Regions from separate parts of the Drosophila melanogaster genome. Here region 2 is linked to region 1. Evidence: chromatin contacts called from public targeted proximity ligation data. All regions are on one chromosome and are shown on one strand. The core of a region is the stretch at or near the end of the contact, and the rest is flanking DNA. Distances in the headings are between cores, read along the strand shown. Region 1 holds the start of CG5707. Region 2 holds the start of Spn (Spinophilin).

Region 1 (6,483 bases), core at 713-3,212:
ACCTGCTTGCCGGATTCTATGGCTTGCTTGGCAGGCATTTTCAAAGCCCATTACTTTGCATTTTGCACCTAGCAGCAACAATATTAGGGCGGAACACGTCACTAATGGGCGTGGCAGGCACCACCAATGCCTTTACTTTGGCATAAATCCAGAAAATACCAAGTGCAAATCTTTGGCCAAGCGAGACGTGCAAATGATTCCGTGATGAAGGCTGTCATTCCGCTTAGATACTTTTGACCCGATTTCAAAAATTAGTTGAACGAAATGAATTTGAAAACTAACTGTAATGAACACATTAAAAAGAGCTAACAAAAGTAGCTTTAAATGTAGTTCCAGTTTCGAAACCACATGTTAATTTGGTCTCATTCAAGGCAATGCCGCCGGAGGGGATCCGGAGTCATTAGCCAAGTTCGCCTGCATCCACCAATGTCATTCGAATGTCATTAGTGGCAAGAGGGGCGTCGTGTGGCAGGTGAACTATGTCCTGTGACCGGGGCTGCATGCAGCTGCAGCGTAATTTGATTTCACTGCGAGCCCCCAAATGCCGAGCGGGTCGATAAGGTGCTAACAGGATTCGGGATTCCGCCACTTGGTCAGCAGCAGATGCATTTGATTAAACACCGCACGGGTGTTTCCTTTCTTGGCCAACCAACCATTTCGCTTGGCCTCTGATCCTGAATCGTGTATCGTGAATAGTGTAACCTAGCCTTTGCCATTTTAATTGCATTGGAAATTAAAAAGGCTTTGCATACTTTTCATCGCCGGATTTATGGTTTCAATTCGTTATTTATGGCACTGCGCGAAACCGTCGCTGGCCATTCCTCGCGGCAACACATTCAATTTGCAGTCCATGAAGATTTATGATTTGAGCCACAGCCCCGAGCGAGTGCAATAGGATTCTCAAATGGTTTCCATTTAGCAAAAACTAAACACATTTATTGTGTAAACTGTTGTCGAAAGAGGCCAATGGTTTTTTGAACATCTGCCCAACAAAATAGAGCCAAGTTTTATCTCATCCCTCGAGAGTTAAATAAATATTTATTGATTTGCTCGTTTATTAATTTTTGAACCGATTGTTGGCTGCGTAAAAAATGCTATAAAGAACACACAAATCGAATTCATTTGCATTTTAGTGCAATGCGTGAGTGCTCTTTTTCTGCCAATCTCATAAAAATTAATAATAAAATATGAAAAGTTTAATATTTTTTCTACCTACATACATATCTTCGTAGTTCGATCAAAAAGCAATATTCTGGAGTGTGCTTTATTTTCTGGTTTGGCATTATGAGGTTTGGCATGTTTGCATCAATTATTTGATAGTCACTTTTGGAATATGAAAAATCCATAAATATTGATGTTTATCTGGGTAAATATTCGATTTTATATGGGTGAGCACATATTTTGCGTTATGAGCATTGTAATTTCAATGTTATCCTTGGTCTCTGTTTATTCGAAACCCAATAATTTGATTTAATTGGCGTGTCACTTAGGTTTTTTCTATATACGGTTTGTTGTTATACGCAATTTGTGGATTTTTTAATGTGCGCGCAGTTGTAACATAAAAAAATACTGTTTAAAGATGTTAACTTTCAGTGGATGCATTCTTAATTAGTTAAGTGGCGACATTACATATATTAGTTGACTTGTTTCATTTTCAGCAGATATATTTTAATCAATGCTTTCAGTTTCTTTTAACTTTTTAACCTTTGATCCATAATAAATTTGTTGTTAGTTAGGTCTGCATGACATTGTAGAGCTTTTTCCCCGCTCACCGATAAAGACTCTCTCATTCCATATCGCAACCGAAACTGACTAAGCATATATCTTCCCCCCAAAAGCTTTCGATGGATCGCTTTATTTAGTTCTCCCTATGTAGAGTCTCTTTATAGGGTCGTTTCCCATTCTCTTGAAGCAGTTCTCCCGTTTTCTGATTTGGAAACACCGCTGATTAAAGTTCGGCCTCAGTTGGGATTTAATCGGCTTCTCTGGCGAAATAAGATTTAGTTTTATTTATGCCCCGCTAGCGGGCACTTCTCTTCGGCTCGATCTCGCTAGTGTTCAACTAATTTAGTTAGTGCAGTATAAAAATAGAAAAGTTTCCCACAACACCTTGCGTATATATTTTCCGACACGGCGTGTGTCGGAATTAGTTGGGATTTAGATTGTATTATTCACCGAGATTGCCAACTAAAATGACATCGAATTCCGAAGGTCGAGGCAACCCCATCGAGACGCATGAACAGGTAATTATATGGAGTTGATTAGATCCCCGGCGGGCGTCTATTATAAAGATTTGCTAGACGTTTGCTCGTCCTGTTATCGAGCTAAATAGATCGACGGATCAGACACGTTTAGCTGCCCCTTCGCCTTTCTTACCTTTGAACGGAATTGCATTCTTATCGCCTTGGACTCTTCGAACTGATAAGATTCCCGCTAATGCGGAATCAAAGTCAATGTCTACTTGGACCCATCAGCTACCGGCGGAATGTTGTTCTGGTTAAGTGGTAACGGGGGCGAAAACTTTAGTCATAAACCACTTATACACTTATAATGATCTAGAAAACAGCGCTGATAATGGCTTCATATCATAAAGATATTAATCTGGACTTGTAAATATAAAGGCAAAAGTACAAACACCTGATACAATAGAAACTTTGCCGTCCAATTAATCTTTATTTTTTGACTCCAGCTTTTTGCTTGGTGTACGCTAATGGGTTCAAATTAGTATTCTTCGATTATCTAGCTCATTAGGAGTTCATCAAACAGTCGGGCGGATGCTCTAAAAGTTCTCCGTTCCATCTTCCTCACCCTCTGTTATATATATATATATGTATTTACCCCTCGGAAAATGTCGTTACAGTTGAAAGTGCTCGGCGCTAATTTTCAAGTTGAGCGACCGTGCTAAACCGAGCTCGGAAAAAGTTTCTCTGTGGTGGCAAACTACGAAAATCCATTTGTTCGAACTTTGCGGGGTTTGCATGTGCAGCATCAGTCAATTGCAGTGGATACACAATCGCTTATCGATTGGAGCCCAAAACAAAGTAAGAACTAGATGATAAATTGTGGCCCAGGCAGCTAGTGGCACTGCGGGGCCTCCTGTCCATCAGTTGACACCTGGTCCCCGTCCGAAAAACTCGCTCAGTTGTCAGGCACTTCAACTTTTTCCAGCAAACCAATTGATCAAATCGCTGGGGATGGTGAAATACGCACCAGTTCGCACGGGCGGAGATAAATGATATGGCCATATGACTTGGGTCATCAAAAGGGCCTGAATGAAAGTATTCTGCCAGCCGATTTAATTTTATAATACTTTTTATTGAACGAGTCTCTGTAAATGCGAAAGTGTTCGGTGCATAGGAAATTGCAAATAAGCATTCCCAAAATGAAGTTTGGTAAACGCCATTGGCGCATTTCTTGCCTGCCAGGCCAGTCTGTTCGGCATCCTCTGCTAAACTGAAAACCCATCTAAGCCAACTGGTTGACAGCGGGCCGAAAGCAGCTACCAAGTTGCCCACTGGCAATTAACAGCTAACAAGCTGGACAAATCCCCTTCCCTTTTCCAAAACCACCTCTTTGCAACCAACTTTTTCCCTCATGCAACTCTTTTTCGGTACTTTCCTACACCAGGAAAAATAATATATAAATAAGGTATATTGTAGTGATTTGTTGCCTTAACGTTAGGTTGCGTTAATGGTGAGACACCTTAGTTGTGCATTGTAATTGTGATATTAGGTGAACATTATTCTAAGCAATTTCTCTCTGTGCATTTCAGGAGCCCATGGACGTGCGCATCGACATGCCGTGGGGTTATGTGGTGGGCAAGTGGTACGGCAATCGGCAGGTACGACCCATCCTGGCGCTGCATGGCTGGCTGGACAACCTGGGCACGTGGGACAAATTGCTGCCCCTGCTACCGAAGCACCTGGGAGTGCTGTGCATCGACCTGCCCGGCCACGGATACTCCTCGAAGCTGCCCGAGGGGATTGCCTACCACTTCGTGGACTACCTGTGCGTGATCCTGCGCGTAATGGAGGAGTACCGCTGGCAGAAGGTGTCCCTGATGGCCCACTCAATGAGCGCCATGCTGTGCTTCGTATTCGCTTCGCTGTACCCACATCGCACCGACATGTTGGTCAGCATAGATATAGTGAAGACCCGCTATAGGAAGCCCCCCTCGCAGATCGACTATCTGCGCAAGAACATCGAGGGCTACATTGTGGAGGACGAGCGATTTGCGAATTCCAAGCGCCAGGAGCCGCCGGCCTATACCTACACAGAGATGGAGCAGGTCCTGTACAAAGGCACCGACTACTCGGTGGAGCTGGAGAACTGCCGCCACATCCTGGAGCGCAACATCAGCCGTTCCACCAAGTTCCCGGCCAAGTTCTTCTTCTCGCGCGACGGTCGCTGCAAGTACTACACGGAGTTCCATACGAGTCCTCCCTTCGCCGCTGAACTGGCCAGGACCATCAAGAATGTGCCCTACTGCGTGATCAAGGGCTCCGAGTCGAACTACATAGACGAGCAGAGCGACGAGGTGATTGGCATCCTCAGGGAGAACAACCCGCACTTCGAGCTCCACGAAGTGCAGGGCACCCACCACGTTCACCTCAACAATGCGCAGGGTGTGGCGGCCGTCATTAATCCCTTCATTCTGCACCACCGCCCACCGCATCTGGAGAACTGGACGGTGGACGGGACGGATGAGACGCTGCCCGAGGTCGTCAAGGAATTCAAGTTGGCCGTGGAGGATTCAGAGAATGTCAAGCGGAGGAAGAGAAAAAGCAACCTATAGCTGCTGCCAGCATCTCTGAGATTCAGTCAGCAGCGCGATGCGAAAATTTCCGATGCGAAACAAGATATTGATTTCATTATGCCGACGTGATGCTTTCTTCAAGCCTTAACGCTTTAGAGTAATAATATAGACAATTTTATACGATGTTCAAGATCCTAACAAGTTGGATAGATACTTTGCTTGTACTAAGTATTCTAACAATAAATAATGTTTGATTTAATTAAAACCATCTGTCGAGCTAGCTAGTAACTGATTCTTTGGGCCACCACATAATCACAAATATGATAAAATGGAAGCATCCTCCTCCCTATTTGGAAATACTACTTGACTGAAAAAGTTTGTGGCATCTGCCGTGAATTTAAGCCAATTTAAAACGTAATTCTTTTGGAGTGTGTGGTGAGATACACACACTTTTTATCGCTCTTAACCCCTGACCGCACAACATATTGGAATACGGCAAACCGCAACCTAAATCGGTTTAAATAATTTCTCTCATTTATTTTCCTCACCGGTGGTGTTCTGTGTTCTTGTTTGGGTTGCGCACCTTTTTCGATCAATCAATTTTCGGCTGGCCATTTAATTTCGCTTTAATCTTTGGGGCTACAGTTCATTGGCCACTTCATTAGTGATAAGGGCATCGGAACTGCCGGTGGCTCCCACTTTTCCCCGAACCAATGCACCAGGAACAAAGGAGGTGCCGGCATCCACTTAAAAACAATGCTAAAGCAAAAACAAAGGAACGTGGAGCGCCGCCCGGAGCGGAGGTTATATGGTGTACATACGTATATATGGGTATGGACATCCTTCGTGTGGGCGGATTTCCAGCGGGTCCGGAAGGTATGCCGCACTCTAAACATTGGAGCGGATGGATGGAAAAACAGGGAAATCGAATCGAAAACCCACTGGCTGGATAGCTGGATAGCTGGGTGGGTAGGCGGTGAAGCCTGCGGGGAGGCAGAATACCCGGCGGACTTGCGAGGCTGGGAAAAATAAACAAATTTAACGCTTTTATTGCCAATGCACGTTGCTCCGCTCCGGTTCTTGGGCTCCGGTTCGATTCTCTACGAAAATTAAATTAGGTAGAACCGGAAAATTTCAGCCGGCAACAGTCGAGATGCGATTACGCTCTTTCCGTCGTTACGGAATTGATAGCGGATATAAATGTTTAATGTTTCGGCAATAAAAATGCAGAGCGAAGAAGCCGCAGCGGAGGAAGAGGGCTGATAAAGCGACTTTATGATAAATTCAGTTTGCGGTTTACGCACAATTTAATTTGCTTAAAAATCAATAAAAATCATTAACGTCGCTGGCCCACCCGACTGCACAAGTTCGTCTTTCAAAGCCTTTTTTCCGACGGACTTTATTTCTATTGAGCTGTCGAAATCATAATGCCCGACTCATAAATAATTAATAATCTCCGAGAACGGCTTATTACAAAGCAATGGATTTCTGAGCGCCTGAAGCTTAAAAATGCTTTATAAAAAGCAAAATTATATGGTGGAATTAGTTGGCAGATGGATTAAGTGTATTTGTGGTACGTAAAGAAATTGCTTCTTCGAAAAATGTTTAGGTTTATGTATTAAATAGAGAATATCTGACAATGACTTTAGATGCCACTGTACACTGGCGATGAATATAAATAACAGAGCAAATCCAATGACAGCACTACCGAGATTGAGTAATGATTG
Region 2 (6,365 bases), core at 944-3,443, 360 kb before region 1:
CGATCGACGGCCCAGCGATCGATTTGCTCAACCGGCAACAAAATCAACCCATAAACATTTTCTTCTTATTTTACCACAAAAGGCAAACGAAAATGAATGAAAGTATCTAACGCGAACACATAAAAGATAATTAGCTGATTTAAGTGAAGAGTGCATAACGATTAAGTGAGATATCCTAAACAAACACACCAACAACAACAACAACAACAACACTCAACAACATACCAACAACCCGAGGTCATGAACTTGTGCTTATGAAATTCACCACGACAACGTTTCAATTAGTAAATGTGCTAAGAAAACTCGATCAACGCGAGTCTATATATATATATATACATATATATATATATATATATATGTGTATAAAATAATCTACTTAATATTTAGAAACGAACATTTCAAGCTCACTCGTCGAGGTTTTTTGTCAGATCTGGTCAGAAAAAAAACCGCAATTAAAGCAATTCGTATCCTCCATCCTTTCGATGTATGTATATTAACGTTACATAACTGAACAAACACCCAGCACACACGATTCAGATTCAGATTCATTTCAAATGTCGTTTCACGATTGTGTATGATTTCGCTTACAAGTTAAACTTAAGTTGAAAGTTAGCAACGCAGCATAAGCCCACAAAACATACAAGTATATCGAATTTTCTGCGCACAGCAGAAAATATAGAAGAAAATATATGCAGTTAGTTTTTGTTCTTGATATTATCAAATAGAATTTATTTGTGCGTTTCTGATAAATACGTGTTAGTGGAGAGAGAGCAGAGGAAATTTATACATTTTATGCAAATGCAAATGCAAATGGAAATCGAAGCGAAGCGAAGCAAAGCAAAGCAAACAAAACCCACATAAAACGCCATTGTAAAAACTAAGTGATAAACAAGTAAATAATTGATTAATGTAAAATAAAGCCGAAAGCAACACAAAACCCAAGCAAGCTTGCAACAATTGAGGAAATCCAATGGAAGTATAGAAACGCACCACGTCGTTTGCGAGGAGAGCTACCTTAATAACGAAATTGGAGGGAATTACAAAACGAGAACCTAGTTAAGCTGCATTTTTTACTGAACTTTTATACAGAGCCAAGAGAATGATGAAAACAAAAGCAAAAATAACGGATGAACGAATCGAGGAGGGAAATTAAACCAAAATTCTATAAATCGTAGCATGTTAAAATTGATAACCATCTCCGCTTTTTGTACTGTGTGCATTTCTTTGTGTTTTCACTAGCTTCAATATCAAAAGTGGTCACGTTGCAATATCTCTATATCGAGTGCATATAGAAGAATCTTGTCCCCAACTGGCACACACTCCAATGTCCCCAATGAAACACTAATTCTGCCTTATTTTATGTTGTTTGCGTGATTTCGCCCCACTCCCTTCTCTTCCACACGAAAAAGTCTCATGAAGAAGTATATTTAAAATATTGTTTGTTTTTGTGTTATAAACTGATTGTACGCCCCCGTATTTAGTAATGTTCATCCAAGCAAAATGGAAAGATAAGTGCACCAACATGCACGTCTAAAGCAACAAAAAAAAAAAATAAAAGAATTAGTAATAAATGCTTACTTTATTTCTAAAATAAAACAAGTAAAATGGTACAGAAATGAATGTAAATCTAATTATTATATATATATAATCTCAAAATTAAAAAAAAAAAATACAACAAAAGATCCGCATTTTATTTGCCGGTTGGTATTTATTATTAAGAAGTTATTTTAATACAAAAGGTATTTTAAAATTCGGTCACCAAACGAATATTTCAATATTTAACATGAATGTAGAGAGCTTTCTACTGGTTTGAGTCTTTGCTAGTTTTTACATTACCTTACAAATGACCTAAAGTGAATAATACAGATTTACTATAATTTTCTTAAAAACTTAAGCTCTTTAAATATTAAATATTGAGCTGCATTTTCAAGCGTTGTGCGTTTCCTAAGGAAAAATAAATTTGAATTTCGTAAAATGGCCAAAGCAATGCCAGTTTAGAACACAAACTTTTTGAAATGTAGCGCTGATTGCTCGAATATAAGTGAATAAATCGAATATTATTAGCAAGTTATCAGTGAGACCGCACTTGAATCGAGAATTAAAAACCCATAGCGCCAAAACAATTCACCGATAGTATCGAATAGTCGTCTCCTATCGTACCAGCTCTAAAAAAACAAAGCAAAACCAAAATCGGCCCGAAATTCAAGCTAAACGGACGCGTTTTCGTCGCGAGTTTAACCGCTGCAAAAATATCAACAATAAGTATAAATTGCCGCGGGTACTGAGTTCATATGATGATCGAGTGATTTTTTTCATCGTACAATTAACGTCCTTCGAAATAGGATATATTCGAGTATTCCGGGTCGCGAGTATTTAAAAAAAAGGATTTGTGTATACCGAAAGGGCTAAACAAAAAGCTTTTTAAAGGTAAATCCCAGCAAAGGAGTGTTAAATGGAGTTTGGCGAAAAGCTAATGTGCCGGAAAAAAGTACAAAACAGTGCGAATGAAAATAAAAAGACGCCGACTATATGTGTATAAGGTCCATGTGTATGTGTGAAAAAATCCTGGACAACGCCACTCCTTTTGCGCAAAGAAATTTAATAAAAAAAAACGCAATGAAGCTGTATATAGAGAGCAAAACGAAGCTGCGCCGGAGTTGAACGAAATACGAAGTGTAAATTGGGGGTGTGGGTGCCACACAATTCCGGGTGTACGCAAATATTTTGAAACGAAATCGCCATTAAATTCAGGTTCCGATTTTAGTGCAAATACAACGGTAAAACAATGAAATTGCATTTGGAGTAGCGGCATTTTTAGGGGTGTGTGTGAGTTCGAGTCCTGTCGTCCTGCTTGCACCCTCTGCGCAGAAGCAGGACAGCAAAAAACCCCCGAAAAAACAATTGCAAATTGCAGAATTGCGAGCGAAACACGAAAATACGAAAATAGTTTCGGCCAACAGCTGGCGAAGTTTCAGACACCTGGCGAAAAAACCAACATGGGACACTTAAACAGTTAAACGGTTCTCCTTTTTATGGCTTTTAATAACTGGTTTCGCAGAGCCTTTTCGCGTAGGTGCGAGCGAGCAGGAAGTATGCCCCAACCAAAGAACCGTTGATCGCAAAATGCAACTCCGATCGGGTGGGAATGAGTAAGAGAAGCGGGAGAGAGGGGGAGCGAGAGCGAGATGGAGACTGGGTGATAAAAAACCATAACATAACAAAACAAAACAAAACGAAAGCAAGTGACTTTTGTTTTTCTCTTGTTGTCTTAGGTTCTGTTTGCATGTGTGGGTTTCTTCTGATAATTTCGCTATCGTTGTTTTGGCCTTATTTATCGCCGTTCTTTGTTTTGCAATTCTGCGAGTGGCCGCAATTTATGCAAATATGCAGAAATCACAATTCTATTTGCACTATTTCCTCAATAAAAAATCGCTGGCGAGGCCAAGAACATTATATTGTTGTTAAACTCAGCTCTTCGCGGGTACAATTTCACCCTCTTTTGTGCGTCGCGTGCTCTGCGCTTCTTTTTCTCATTTGTTTATTTTTAGTTGCGGAATTTCTGGTTACAAACCGTATTTAATTTCAACGACTTCCCTCTGTTGTGCTCCTTATTCTCCACTCCCGCTTCCACTTCCTTCGTCGTCTTCTTCTCTCTCTGCTCCTTTGTCTCGCAGAAACAGTTGCGCTTCATGTCAGTCCCCAATACACTGAGAAAAAATGTGGTATCTGATGCTTATCTCAATTTAAAGGTCTTGTATTAAAATTAACGTATAGTGTGTGGTAGAGAATAAAATTTTCATACAATATCTTTATAGATAAACCATATCTAACGCTTTTTCCAGTGCACTGGAAGAGGGAGCTCCAAAAGATACAATAAGGGGAGTTTGGGGTAGAACACAACAAGATGAAGGGCCCGCCTTTGTTTTATGACTTCTGTGTATATTTATTTATAGTTGCTTCACTTTAATGTTTCAATTTTTATTTCCACACAATATCCATCGTCAATTTGTCGGCGACTTAAAAACTCATAAAGTATTCAGCTATTTTCCGGCGTCATTAAACTTTCGCCCACGCTCGAGCAATTTGCATAAACTTAATTAGTCAAATGCAGGCACAAAAAGTTATTCAACAAATTATTCTTAATTAACGAAACAGCCAAAATCGCATAGCATTTGACAGATTGAACATTCAAATGCGTTAATTTTCATGCAAATCTGGGCATTATGCTAATGCCTTTGAGTAGCCAAAAGTTAATTCAACGCCTTGAATTTATAGTTTCACCATTTTGGCATTTATGGAAAACTTTTGCAACGGCTTAAATGTTCTCAAAACTGCACCGAGTATTTCAAAAAAGTTGTTCTTCATTAAAAAAAAAAACCATATAGGAAGCCAGATGACAGATCAAACATTAAATAGCAATAATCTTGATTATGTGCCAAAGCTTGAACATGAATAATTGTTTCATATTATTCAGTTTTGTTTATGGAAAATCTTGACATCTGCTGATCAGATTAAAGAATTTAACTTTTCAAAAAAATTACCAAAGTTGAAAGACTTTGATTTATTGCTTCACATTTATGCTATTTATTTTACTTCTGAATCTTGTCGCAACTATTTCCACAGAAATCCAGATCGCAGATCTGTGTGAATTAAATAAATCAAACGCAAACAGACAAGAGAATAGTTATTCAAGAGATTATTCTTAATTAAAGAAGTAGACAGACTCTGTTTTCGTGTAAATCTGAGTTTTATGTTAATCACTGATATGTATATTGTTTTTTTTTACTTTTCGCATTTATGGAAATCTTTTGCAATGCTGAGACCGGCAAAAAGTCAACTATTTCGAACGAAATCGAGATCACAGATATCTCCGAACTCTTGAGTGTTATGTTTTTCCGTTTGTTTTTGTATCTTTTTTCGGTGGCCCACGCGCAGCTGGCGAAATCAAGTTTAGGAATTCCCCCGTAGCCCCCTAAAAAAATATAGATACCCCTGACTTTATCTCTTGCGTCACTTGATTTGGCGCAAGCTTAGCACACGACTCTTTTGGGTCCATTTTTTGCGCCATATGATCTTGGATCTCTGGCATTTTTAGTCGACTTTTCAATGAAAACCCATAGCCACAATAGTAGCTATAGGTGTATATATCTATGTATCTCTACTGATATTAACAGTCGCCGCAAAATGTCGCCTTTATTTATTCATCCACTTTTTTTTCCTACCTTTTTTTATGAGGCTGCCGTTTGGCGATCCGCCATATAAGGCATCTAAATTGTGTGCGCGTTTGGGTCTTGGATTTTCGGTTGATCAATGATCATGATTCGTTCATGGCTTGGGGCCATTCGGCTTTTATTGTCTGAGGAAAAGCGATATTAGCTAAGCCTAATGTGGCCATTTGTGGCTTGATTTTTATTTGATTGTTACAGGGTTCACTGAACCCAGGTTGCAGTTCAATTAGTCGGTCGAATTTGGCAGAGAAATAGTGGTAATACATGTTAGAAAAACTTGAACTTGATACGAGTACTGACATTAGACTATAGTAGGATTAAATAAGACTTGGTGCTGTTTTAAACTTCTTTATATCCAGAATACTTTCATATAATTATCGTATGCCGCTCCGCATGAGATTCCAATGATTACGCCAGTTGCATTTAGGTAATTGATAGTTGGCCACAGCTGCAGTGGTCCATGGGGCCGGAGCGGACCCCATTCCCGCCCAGAGTTCAACCCACACCTCTCTAACGGCCATGCAACCACTTGCGCACCACTTTGTCCACTTGTCCGGACAGCAAACTGAAAAAAACCCTGTGGAACAACTTGAAATGTTTGTGTAACCCACGGCGAAACAAAACCGAAACACAAAACCAGAGAGGGGAAAACATGCGGCAGGCGAAGCTTTCGAATCACATAACGTACAACACCGAAAATGGGTGGGTTATACTGCCCCACTTGAGGCACTCCTCCTCCGGATGCCGCCTCCTTATCCCCGATCGATATGTATATGTATATGTACCTAATGAGCCTGCGGGCTCTGTCGTTGGGCATTATTAACATACGTTTGGTATGGACATCCCATCAAGTTTCTGTCTGCCAGGCGTTTAACCCTCTGAACAAAAGAGGATTACTTCCCTTAATAAGTCAAACGAAATGGCTAGTTGGGAATTATAAGGCAGAAGAGTGGAAATGTTTCACTATATTTCCCACACTATATGTTAACATAATGTAATGCAACGTTGTTAATTTCTTAATTAACAAGTTTTTAAGCCAATTACAAAAACATTACTGTAACTTTTATAAGCTGTCGCGTTGTCGAAGGCTTTAACCCTACGTGGTAGTTTCTGAATTATGCAATTTAGCAACCTTCA

The links.
Region 2: a targeted proximity ligation map of the Kc167 cell line shows a contact between it and region 1, with 3 times the contacts expected there.

Annotation. Positions count from the first base shown.
Region 1 is chr3L:2,187,700-2,194,182 of dm6, reverse strand. CG5707 reads left to right here and starts at 1,962. Exons shown (of 2, transcript NM_143808.4): 1 at 1,962-2,243; 2 at 3,773-5,023. The coding sequence starts at 2,193. The coding sequence ends at 4,795.
Region 2 is chr3L:2,550,120-2,556,484 of dm6, reverse strand. Spn (Spinophilin) reads left to right here and starts at 2,193. Exons shown (of 16, transcript NM_001259642.1): 1 at 2,193-2,427. msn (misshapen) reads left to right here. Exons shown (of 18, transcript NM_206252.3): 18 at 1-1,638.